2 separate regions of the Pan troglodytes genome follow, and region 1 is linked to region 2. Evidence: chromatin contacts called from public HiChIP or PLAC-seq data. All regions are on one chromosome and are shown on one strand. Each heading gives the region's core, a stretch centred on a gene start, on an enhancer-like site or on the middle of the called end of the contact. The rest is flanking DNA. Distances are from core to core; before and after follow the strand shown.

The links. HiChIP or PLAC-seq counts read pairs in DNA pulled down with a chosen protein or histone mark.
Region 1: an H3K4me3 HiChIP or PLAC-seq map of stem cell-derived excitatory neurons shows a contact between it and region 2, with 7 times the contacts expected there. The contact joins the promoter of FANCC here to the promoter of LOC107976725 in region 2. A contact is called at or near these places in 1 of 7 Hi-C or Micro-C datasets (stem cell-derived neural progenitor cells) and 1 of 1 datasets of contacts at active chromatin or transcription factors (stem cell-derived excitatory neurons).

Annotation. Positions count from the first base shown.
Region 1 is chr11:43,182,381-43,187,487 of NHGRI_mPanTro3-v2.0_pri, forward strand. FANCC (FA complementation group C) reads left to right here and starts at 3,369. Exons shown (of 14, transcript XM_024345774.2): 1 at 3,369-3,794.
Region 2 is chr11:42,632,961-42,637,786 of NHGRI_mPanTro3-v2.0_pri, forward strand. LOC107976725 reads left to right here and starts at 1,848. Exons shown (of 3, transcript XM_063787654.1): 1 at 1,848-2,322. The coding sequence starts at 1,848. It overlaps ERCC6L2 (ERCC excision repair 6 like 2), which reads right to left and starts at 3,080. Exons shown (of 19, transcript XM_054658300.2): 1 at 2,103-3,080. The coding sequence starts at 2,148.

The DNA.
Region 1 (5,107 bases), core at 2,119-4,618, 550 kb after region 2:
GTTGGAATGTTTTAATGGGAAAGTAATGTGGTGATTAGAGTGCAGAAGCCTCTGGGATCACCTCACCCTATTTTCAAGTCACCAGCCTGGGCCAGGAGCAAGAACATTATAAGTAAGAGGCCACTGTAAATGGAGTTGAAGCCAGGTTCCACCCTCCACTAGAAGAGATGGCTCTGTGCATGAGTTTCTGTATCTGTGAAAGTGGAATATTACCACTGTGGATTACATAAGATCACTGTGAGAATCAAAGGGAATAACCCAGGCCAAGGAGTTAGCCCAGTGCCTGGAACTTCAACACGCATTATTCACAACTGAGGTACAAGAGGCAAATATCAAAGCCATGGACAAGATAGTATTAAGGGCGTGATGGCATGTGCCTGTAATCCCAGCTACTCACGAGGCTGAAGCATGAGAATTGCTTGAACCGGTGAGGCAAAGGTTGCAGTGAGCTGAGCTGAGATCATGCTACTGCACTCCAGCCTGGGCGACTGAGTGAGACTCTGTCTCAAAAAAAAAAAAAAAAAAGAAAAGGAAAGATAATGTTAAATGTTGGGGTGCCAAATAAGGACTGGAAACCAGGTGGGTGGTGTCTGAACTAATTCTGGAAGTAAGAGTCTTGGTACAATGGTTTCCACAACGTGGATTCTAAGACAGTTGATTCTATTTGTTGAACTTTGAAGGAAGGTTTGATAATGTCAGGAACTTTGCAGCACTCAGCCAATTGACTTGTTTTCCTCTAGAATGTAAAGATTTAATGTAAACGATGTAATAACTTTCACCTAAGTAGGCCATTTTTCATTTTGCGACATTATTTGTGATTGGGTTCTATACTACAACCAAAACTGTGTTCCAGAGTAACACATACCTGGGCCCGGTGGCCCACGCCTGTAATTCCAGCATTTTGGTGCCACTGAGGTGGTTGGATTGCTTGAGCGCAGAAGGTCGAGGCTGCAGTGAGCTGTGTTTGCACCACTGCACTTCAACCTGGGTGAGAGTGAGATGCAGTCTCAAAACAAACAAATCAAAACCACACACACACACACACACACACACTCCCACACACAAACAAAAATTGGATCACCCATAATCAATTTTATGATTCAATTAAAAAGAGGGTTTGTATTGAAATATCTGTTTCTCTGGAAACTTTCTGGGCATTTTACAAAGTGAACATCTCACTATTGCTTAAAATATTATTAAGATAGTTCCATGTATATGAATGCCAAGCAAAATGAATCCCTATAAATATAAGTTTGGATCTTTATGCTATATATGCTTCCCATTTAGGTCTAATTTAGGCCTAAACATGGTGTCATTTCATATACTGCAAAGTTGGATGAGCCTAGCAATTCTTTATTAACCACTGAACTAAAAAGACAGAAAACTGGGATATGGCAAGACATCAATCATTAACAAACACTAAAAATGATTTTTCAGCAAATATGTAAAAGGATGTGGGTACCAAAATAGATAATTTCTCTCAAGAAATACATACTTTAATTGCTTGCTTTGCTGATAAATGCAGAACTTAAATGTCAACTCACTCTCGATTTGTTACCAGAGAGGTGACTTTCTCATGGTCAAGGTGCCACGATGAGTGCCCCTCAGGCATGTATTTCCCTACCCAGGACTTGCTTTTGATTTATCCATGTCACACTATGCACACATCAAAAACACATCGACCTCTCCGCTGTAAAACAGAACGAAATCATGTCCTTTGCAGCAACATGGATGGAGCTGGAGGACATTATCCTAAGTGAACAAACTCAGAAACAGAAAATCAAATATTGCATGTTCTCATAAGCAGGAGCTAAACAATAGGTATACATGTACATAAGAATGGGAATAACAAGACACTGGGGACTACAAAAAGGGAGAGGGTGGGAAGGGGGTGAGGGCTGAAAAATTAGCTATTGGGTACAATGTTCAATGTTTGGGGGACAGGTACACCAGAAGCCCAATCCCCACCATTACACAATATACCTATGTAACAAGCAAGCACATGTACCCCCGAATCTAAAATTAAAAAACAATCAAAAAGCACCGACTTCCTTAACTGGCAGGGAATAGTTTTGAGAATGGATGTAAACACCGAATTCCTTAATGTAGTTGCAGATTCTGCCAGTTTTGTCTCAACCTCTGGATCGGTTCCTTTTTTTAACTACCTTTAATTCTTAAACAGATTGTTGCTATTGCTATGCTATATACTTATTGTATCACTTATAAATGTATAACCTCTGCAAATTAGTCTCCGAATTGAAAGTATTCATTGGTAAAACGGGTATTTCTTCACCACAGGAATAGTTGGACATGTTTAAATACTTGAGAGCTATTTTTATTACAAGCACACACAGCTTTGTGGTGTTTTTTGTTGAGACAGTCTCGCTCTGTTGCCCAGGCTGGAGTGCAGTAGTGCGATCTTGGCTTACTGCAACCTTCGCCTCCTGGGTTCGAGCAATTCTCCTACCTCAGCCTCCTAAGTAGCCGGGAGTACACACTAATTTTTGTATTTTTAGTAGAGACGGGTTTTTGCCATGTTGGCCAGGCTGGTCTCAAACTCTTGACCTCAGGTGATCCACCCGCCTCGGCTTCCCAAAGTGCTGGGATTAGAGGTGTGAGCCACCGCGCCCGGCCTGTAGTGTGTTTTTGAACGTATATGTGAAGTTGTAGCTTTTTTTTTTTTTTTTTTTTTTTTGAGACAGAGTCTCCCTGTGTCGCCAGGCTGGAGTGCAGTGGCGCGATCTCGGCTCACTGCAACCTCTGACTCCCTGGTTCAAACTATTCTCCTGCCTCAGCCTCCAGAGTAGCTGAGATTACAGGCGCCCGCCACCGCACCCGGTTAAACGTTTTGTATTTTCAGTAGAGACGGCGTTTCACCATGTAGGCCAGGATGGTCTCGATCTTCTGACCTCGTGATCCACCCGCCTTGGCCTTCCAAAGTGCTGGGATTACAGGCCTGAGACACAGCGCCCGACCTAAGCTGTAGTTTTATGATTATGATTTATGGTTGTGAGGCATTGATTTAAGACATTTTAAAGCTTAAGTCGTCAGATTCTAGAAGAAAAAAAAATTCACCAAGACAAGCTAATGCCATTGTCATAAATGGGAGTTTGGAGAAAATTCTATTAATATTTGTTTGGGTGGTTTATGTACAGCGTTGAACTGATCTGAACTCCGACCAAACACTGTATGGAACTGATGATATACGGTAGGGGAAATCATTAACTGAAGATGCCTTTTTTGTTGCTATTGTTTAGAACGCAGTTAGAAAATCTTATTTTAGAGGTTTTACCCCGTTGACAAAGCCTCAACTTTTCTTCAAAAGAACTAATTTCCATTTTACCTCCCCTACATTTTGAACAGAATATGGAAGAAGCCAGCGCCCCTTCTCCGCGGGCGCTGCTGCTGCAGCCCTGCTCCCGCCGGGGCTTCCGCGCGAAACCGGGAACACTGGAGCAGTACCGACTCCGCTCGCCTAGAACCCGCCCCAGCCGGGCCCACTTCCGCCAGAGCCCTGGCCGCGCCCGCCCCGCCCCACGGACCCGAGATTCGTCGGAATTTTCCCGCGACGCCGCGGGAGCGCGCGGGGCCGCTAGCCAGGCCCCAGAATGCACTGCTGACACGTGTGCGCGCGCGCGGCTCCACTGCCGAGCGACCGCGGGAAAATTCCAAAAACACTCAAAACAAAAAGCCGATACGAGGCAAAGCCAAATTTTCAAGCCACAGATCCCGGGCGGTGGCTTCCTTTCCGCCACTGCCCAAACTGCTGAAGCAGCTCCCGCGAGGACCACCCGGTAAGCGGCAGGCCGCAGAACGCAGCGAGGGCGGAGGCTTCCCTCGGGGGTCTGGCCGACACGTCAGCGGCGAGAGCGGGAGGAGGAGGCGAGGGGCAAGAGGGAAGGCTCGCGAGAGCGGGTGGGCCCGGCGCGCCTTGCGGTGGGTGAGAGGGGTTCCCGCCGGCGCAGGGCTGTGGCTAAGGCTGAGGCGGGAGGCGGGAGGCGGGAGGCGGGAGGTGGGAGGTGGCGGGCGGTGCCAGCCCGCGGGGCGGGGCCGGGGCGGGGCAAGCCGGGGCGGGAGCCGGCGCTGGGGTCGCGCGGAAGGGAGCCCCCGGAGAGGCGGGAGCCGGGGGTTGGCGTTTTGGTTCTTTTTGTTCATTGAGCGCAGGCAGCTATGTCTTCTTCAAAGGAGAGGAGCAAAGGTGAATTTCTCTGCCTCGGACCCGTGGGAGCCGTGAAAAGCTCGCCCCTTTGAGCCGGTCGCCCTCTACAGCTGGCCTCGTCCTCCCCGTCCCTCACACCCCTGCCCCCAAGCCCCAGTCGCCGGGGCGCCAGGAGGGGCGAGGTCCAATTAGAGGAGCCCGGGGCGCGGCTGTTACCCCTCCCGCCCTCCGCCTTTCATTCCCGGAGGGAGGCGGGTTCGCAGAGGCCAGTGTCTTCCCTCCACTCTTTTTGTGGACGCCAGGCCATATCTTCAAAGCCCGTGAGAGATTTTTCAGGTGCTGTTTGTCTGTTGGTTTGCTCTTTTTAATTTTTTAAGTGGGTGCGTTTACAACTACGAACCCCTCTATGATCTTATGTGTCCAGCGCACCGAATGGGGGGAAAGACTTGGAGTTTTATAACATGGGAAATTGGGTACCAGAATCTTACGGGAAGAGACCAAGAAGTTTTCTAGCAAAGTCCTGTGTGTGCCTGGACTTTTGTTCTAATCTGAAACTTGGAAAACTCCCGGGCATCTGATTTTATTCTAACTTGTGCCCCATTTAATGCATCTAAACTGTGATGTGATTTGACTTAGCATTTATCAAATGAGCAGAGCACTTTTGGGCCACCCAACTTCAGCTCTTTGTGGCTGTCACTCACTGTCAGTGATATGCCCTCAAACAGATCGTTTTCTCCTTACTCCCCTGAAAGGTTGTTACAAACAATAGAATTCATACCATGTGTTGAGATCATTCATTACCTAAGCTTAGATAGAAAACATGTTCATTGCGACTTTATACATTACACTTGAATTGATGTTTCAATGTAATGTGCTGTACCAGAGTCACCTGGAAATAAGCACTCATATACATTATTCATATACAAGAAAGGCTGCATCGAAAAAGAA
Region 2 (4,826 bases), core at 598-3,097:
CAATAAAACTTTATTTACAAAAAAAAGTGTCAGACCAGTTTTAGCCCACAGGCAGTAGTTTGCAGACCTCTGTCTTAAAGCATGCCACCATCAACTTTCCCTAAATTATGCCTAACCAGTCTCTCTGCTCCCAGTCCACCTATTTAGCATAGGGTACCCATTATTCTCTATCTCATCATTTTATTGCCTCTGTAGCACTTATCATAACATTTAATTATCATGTCCACTTGTTTTTTGTCTTTTCCTTCCAGTAGAGAGTAATTTCCTTTCCAAGAATAAGTTTGTACTGTTATAAATTTTATCCCCAGGACCAACACAGAGTCACACAGCAGACATTCAATGAACATGCGAATTTATTACACATTCTTTTTTTTTTCAGACAAGAGTGTCTCTGTCGCCCAGTCTGGAGTGTCATGGCACAATTATAGCTCACTGTAAACTCCAACTCCTGAGCTCAGCCATCCTCCCGCCTCAGCCTCCTGAGTAGCTGGGACTACAGGTGTGCACCACCATGCCTGGCTAAATTTTTTATTTTTAGTAGAGACAGGGTCTCGCTTATGTTGTCCAGGCTGGCCTCAAACTATCCTCCCGCCTCAGCTTCCCCAAAGTACTGGGATTACAGGTGTGAGCCATGCGCCTGGCCTATTACAAATTATCAATCTCATAAATCCTTTATATCTTGCGAGAAAACTAAAAAGTACACAAACATATACATAACTGTAAAAAGTGCATTGGAAGAAGAGTGCTATGAGAAGGGAGTATTGAGAAATGTAATTTAAAAGGGAAAGGGGTCTAAGAACTGTATCTCAGATAAGTGTACAGCATGTGCAAAAAAAAAAAAAAAAAAGCCTTAAGGGAATCACACAATTTATTGGAGTATTTTGGGTTTGAGTTCGGATAATTTCTAGGACGAAATAAATTCAGTTGAGTTAGAAATGGAATCTCTCAGTATCCAAACTACAGAACAACTGCTTAAATTGTTAAGATTTCCTGTTGGATTTAACAGGGAAATGGGTTAAGTCTCCTATAATTTAATGAGTCGAAATCATTTGTTTTGGTTTAAACTAATTACCAACTCAACTCATTCTGGTGATAGGGTCTCTCTCTCCCTCTTTCACTCCAAAGGCCTCCTCAAGCATTCCTCAAGGGTGTTCCCACCTCGGGGCCCTGGAGCTTTCTGCTCCTTCCACCAATTTCCCTAAATACCAAGAGTGACTAGATTTATCAAAAGGAATGAGCCTCCCAGTCACAATATCCACTCGGCAGCTTCATCTATTTTTAGCTGCCAGTCTCCTATAGGTATTTATATGTTTGGTCCCTGAATTACAGCGTCATCAATTCCTAGACCTCAGAATTCAGGCTTGTAACTTGCCCTCTCTGAGCTTTATCTCTGAATTCATCTATTTAATGAGATCGATATCTTCCTCAAAGGAAAGCAAGTAAACAATCAGCATATTGCTGGGCTCAGGAAAATCACTCAATACCTGGTAGCTTTTGTTATACAGCACAATTATTAATGAAAACTACTCATTTGGGTGCCAGAAGGCATCCCAGGTGACTTGTGGTAGATAATCACACCTTCTTTAAACCTCCTATTTAAGGCAGAATATAATGCCCTGACTCAATAGGCAATAAAACTCAATTGAACTAAATATCTCAACCTTCATTTATCTACTTACAACAAACTTCTGCCATTCACTAACAACTGGGGCATACAAGAATAAATAATGAAAATAACATTTACTGAGTGCTTAATATGGGCCAGACGCGGGGTCACATAAATACTTTGCGTATTCCCCACGTCATTTAATAATCGCAAAAACCTAGTAACGAACCCAGTTTTACAGATGAGGAGCCTGCCCAAAGTTGCTCAGCAAGTAACTGTCAGAGGCAGCTCTAGATCCCAGGGGCTGACTCCCGAGTCTACGTTCTCAACACTGAATCGGAGATTTGGTTCCAGGCCTGGAGGGGTTCACAATCTGCAGCTGTCACTGAAGAGGATCTACAGGGCAAAACCCCAACCCGAAGGGCACCGGCACGAACTGGTCCAACGCGACGCAGTACACAGGCCTCTGCGTAAGGGGCGAGCGCGGAGCTGGTACCTTTGCCAGAGGTTTCCGCGCGGGGCTGTGGCGCCGACGGATCCATCCGGCCAGGGGGAGGGGCCGAGCCCGGCTGCACGTAACACCCGGAAGGCGGCGGAGGACAGCAAGGTGGCTGGCCGGCAGGCCAATGGCGGCCAACGCTACTTCCGGCCGCCCTCCGAGCATCGCTCTTCGGCAACCCGAAGCCACAGGATGGAGGAGGGGGATCCCAGCAAAGGTAGCGACTAAGGGGACCCAAGCAGAACGGGAGGGCGACGTCCGGAGCGGCGGCAGAGCCAGGGGACGCTGTGTGAGGCTGGCAAAGCGGTGTTCACCTAGTTCTCTCGGGCTCCGCCGCCGCGGGAGGAGGACAGGAGGCCGGCAAGGCGACCCCCGAATCTTCCTAGGCTCTGACCTCCGTCTCCTAACCCCCGCAACTTCCAACCCGGTCTTGGAAAATCCCGCGAGAACGGGCTCCCGAATTGTCATTGGGATCTCGCGAGAACGAAATCTTCCTTTCTGTGGGCGGAGCAATCTTCCCGATGTCTCTCCCCTCTGAGGCCTGTAGCAGGAAGGGCCGCGGGAGTTGCGAGTGTCGCGAGGTTTGAGGTCGCTCGGTGGGCCGGGCGCTGTGCGAAGCTAGAAATAACTGGGGGCATTGAGAATGCGGTGGCTGTAAAGGGCCGCTGAGGCGGTGGAGGCCTGGCAGAGGGCGGCCCCGCGGTCGCGGCTTCTGGCTTCTCTGTGGAGCTTGGTTCTTCCGTGGTGGTGCAGCACCCCAGGAACTTCAGGAACCAGTGCTTCCTTGGAGAGCTCCCCGGGACAGCCACGGGGGCCAAGTGAAACTAGCGCGTTTTCTTGGATCCTACACTTTATAGTGAATCATAAATACTTTAAATACAAAGCCAACATTTGCTGCAAATAAACGTAAAAATACTGTTAAAGTGTAAAGTGTTTTCCTCCGTACCGTCTGACGTTTCTGGCGGTTCGTTGAACGCGGGAGAACGCTGAGCCGTCTGCACTGAGCCCGGGAGCATCTTCAGGGCAGCGCCGCCCACGCGCGAGGTGAATGAAGGACACGGCCTCTTGACACTCCCAGGCAGCACAGATAGACGGATCCGTAAGTGGCTCCCGCGCATGTTAAAATTTGTATACTGTAAGGTATTTCATGGATTGAGTGAAATACCTGACAGGGCCTGTATCCGTTCCCTATTGCCACAATAACCAATAACCACAAACTTTGTAGCTTGAAACAGCACAAATGTATCATCTGACAGACAATGCATTTATTATCTCACGGTTCTGTAGATCAGAAGTGCTACCTGGGTGTCACCCGGGCTGCACTCTTTTCTGGTGACTCCACAGGACAATCCTTAGCTTGCCTTTGCCAGCTTCTGTCCACATTCCTTGGCTTTGGTCCCTTCCTCCATCTTCAAAGCCAGTGATATGCCATCTCTCTGAACCTTCCGTCCTCAAGTCTACCGCTGATTGCAGCTGGAAAAGATTCTGAGGGCTCACCTGAGTAATCCAGGATCATCTTCCCATTTCCAGGTCTCTGCCCTTGATCACATCAGCAGAATCCTTTTGCCATGTAAGCTAATATATTCACGAATTCCGGAGATTAGGAGATAAACATCTTTGGGGGATCATTATTCTGCCTACGTAGTGTCTTAAGAAAACAATATGGCTGTTTGCAAATAGATCTCAATTCTATGGCAGATACTAAAACCTAGTAGTATGTGTTCATAAAATGCTTCATTTAAAATATCACTTGTTTGCTTACCGGCAGGCAATAACTTTAAGCCTAAATGAAACATCTAACTCAGCCATCTATGTGTGAGTTGTTGGCCAGATCACTTCTCCGTGTTTTATTGTACTCACCTATCACCATTACAGTGAAGCTAATAATAGTAAACTACCTAAAAATGGTAATTGTAAAAAATTAGATAATTAAGTAAAACTCCTAAAACAGTGGCTGGTCATAGTAAGGAATATATGTGTTGTTATTACTATTATTATCAATGGAATGCATCCACTTGAAAGTTGCATTCTACATAGCCATTATGTCAGTTTAATATTTTGGCTAATAGGCCGGGCGCGGTGGCTCATGCCTGTAATCCCAGCACTCTGGGAGGCCAAGGTGAGCGGATCATGAGGTCAAGAGATCGAGACCATCCTGGCCAATATGGTGAAACCCCGTCTCTAATAAAAATACAAAAATTAGCTGGGCGTAGTGGCACATGCCTGTAGTCCCAGCTACTCAGGAGGCTGAGGCAGGAGAATCGCTTGAACCCGGGAGGTCTATAGAGGTTGCAGTGAGCCGAGTTCGCGCCACCGCACTCTAATCTGGCGACACAGCGAAAAACACTACTAATTATAATTGTAATTCTTGATTCTGACATGCACCCTGATATTGGAAATCTTAAAATCTAGAAAAATCTGCTGCTTGTTTTTGATGGATTATATCTCTTTTCACATTGTCTCTAAAATCAAAATGGCAAATTGAAATTTTAATCAAGCTTCTTTTTTTCCCCTACAACTACCAGGGAAGAAGTTTGATTTTTTTTCCCCTCTCTGAAATGACTAGTTGTGTAATTTTGTCTTATTTTTCCAGAGGTCCATTGAGTTAAGATGTAGCTCTTGACAGAGCTGACCTCTTAATAGAAGTGATAAGCAAATTCAGAAATAAATTTTGATTTAAATGGAAGGTATCATCTGGTTGAAGGAATACCCTTGTGACTA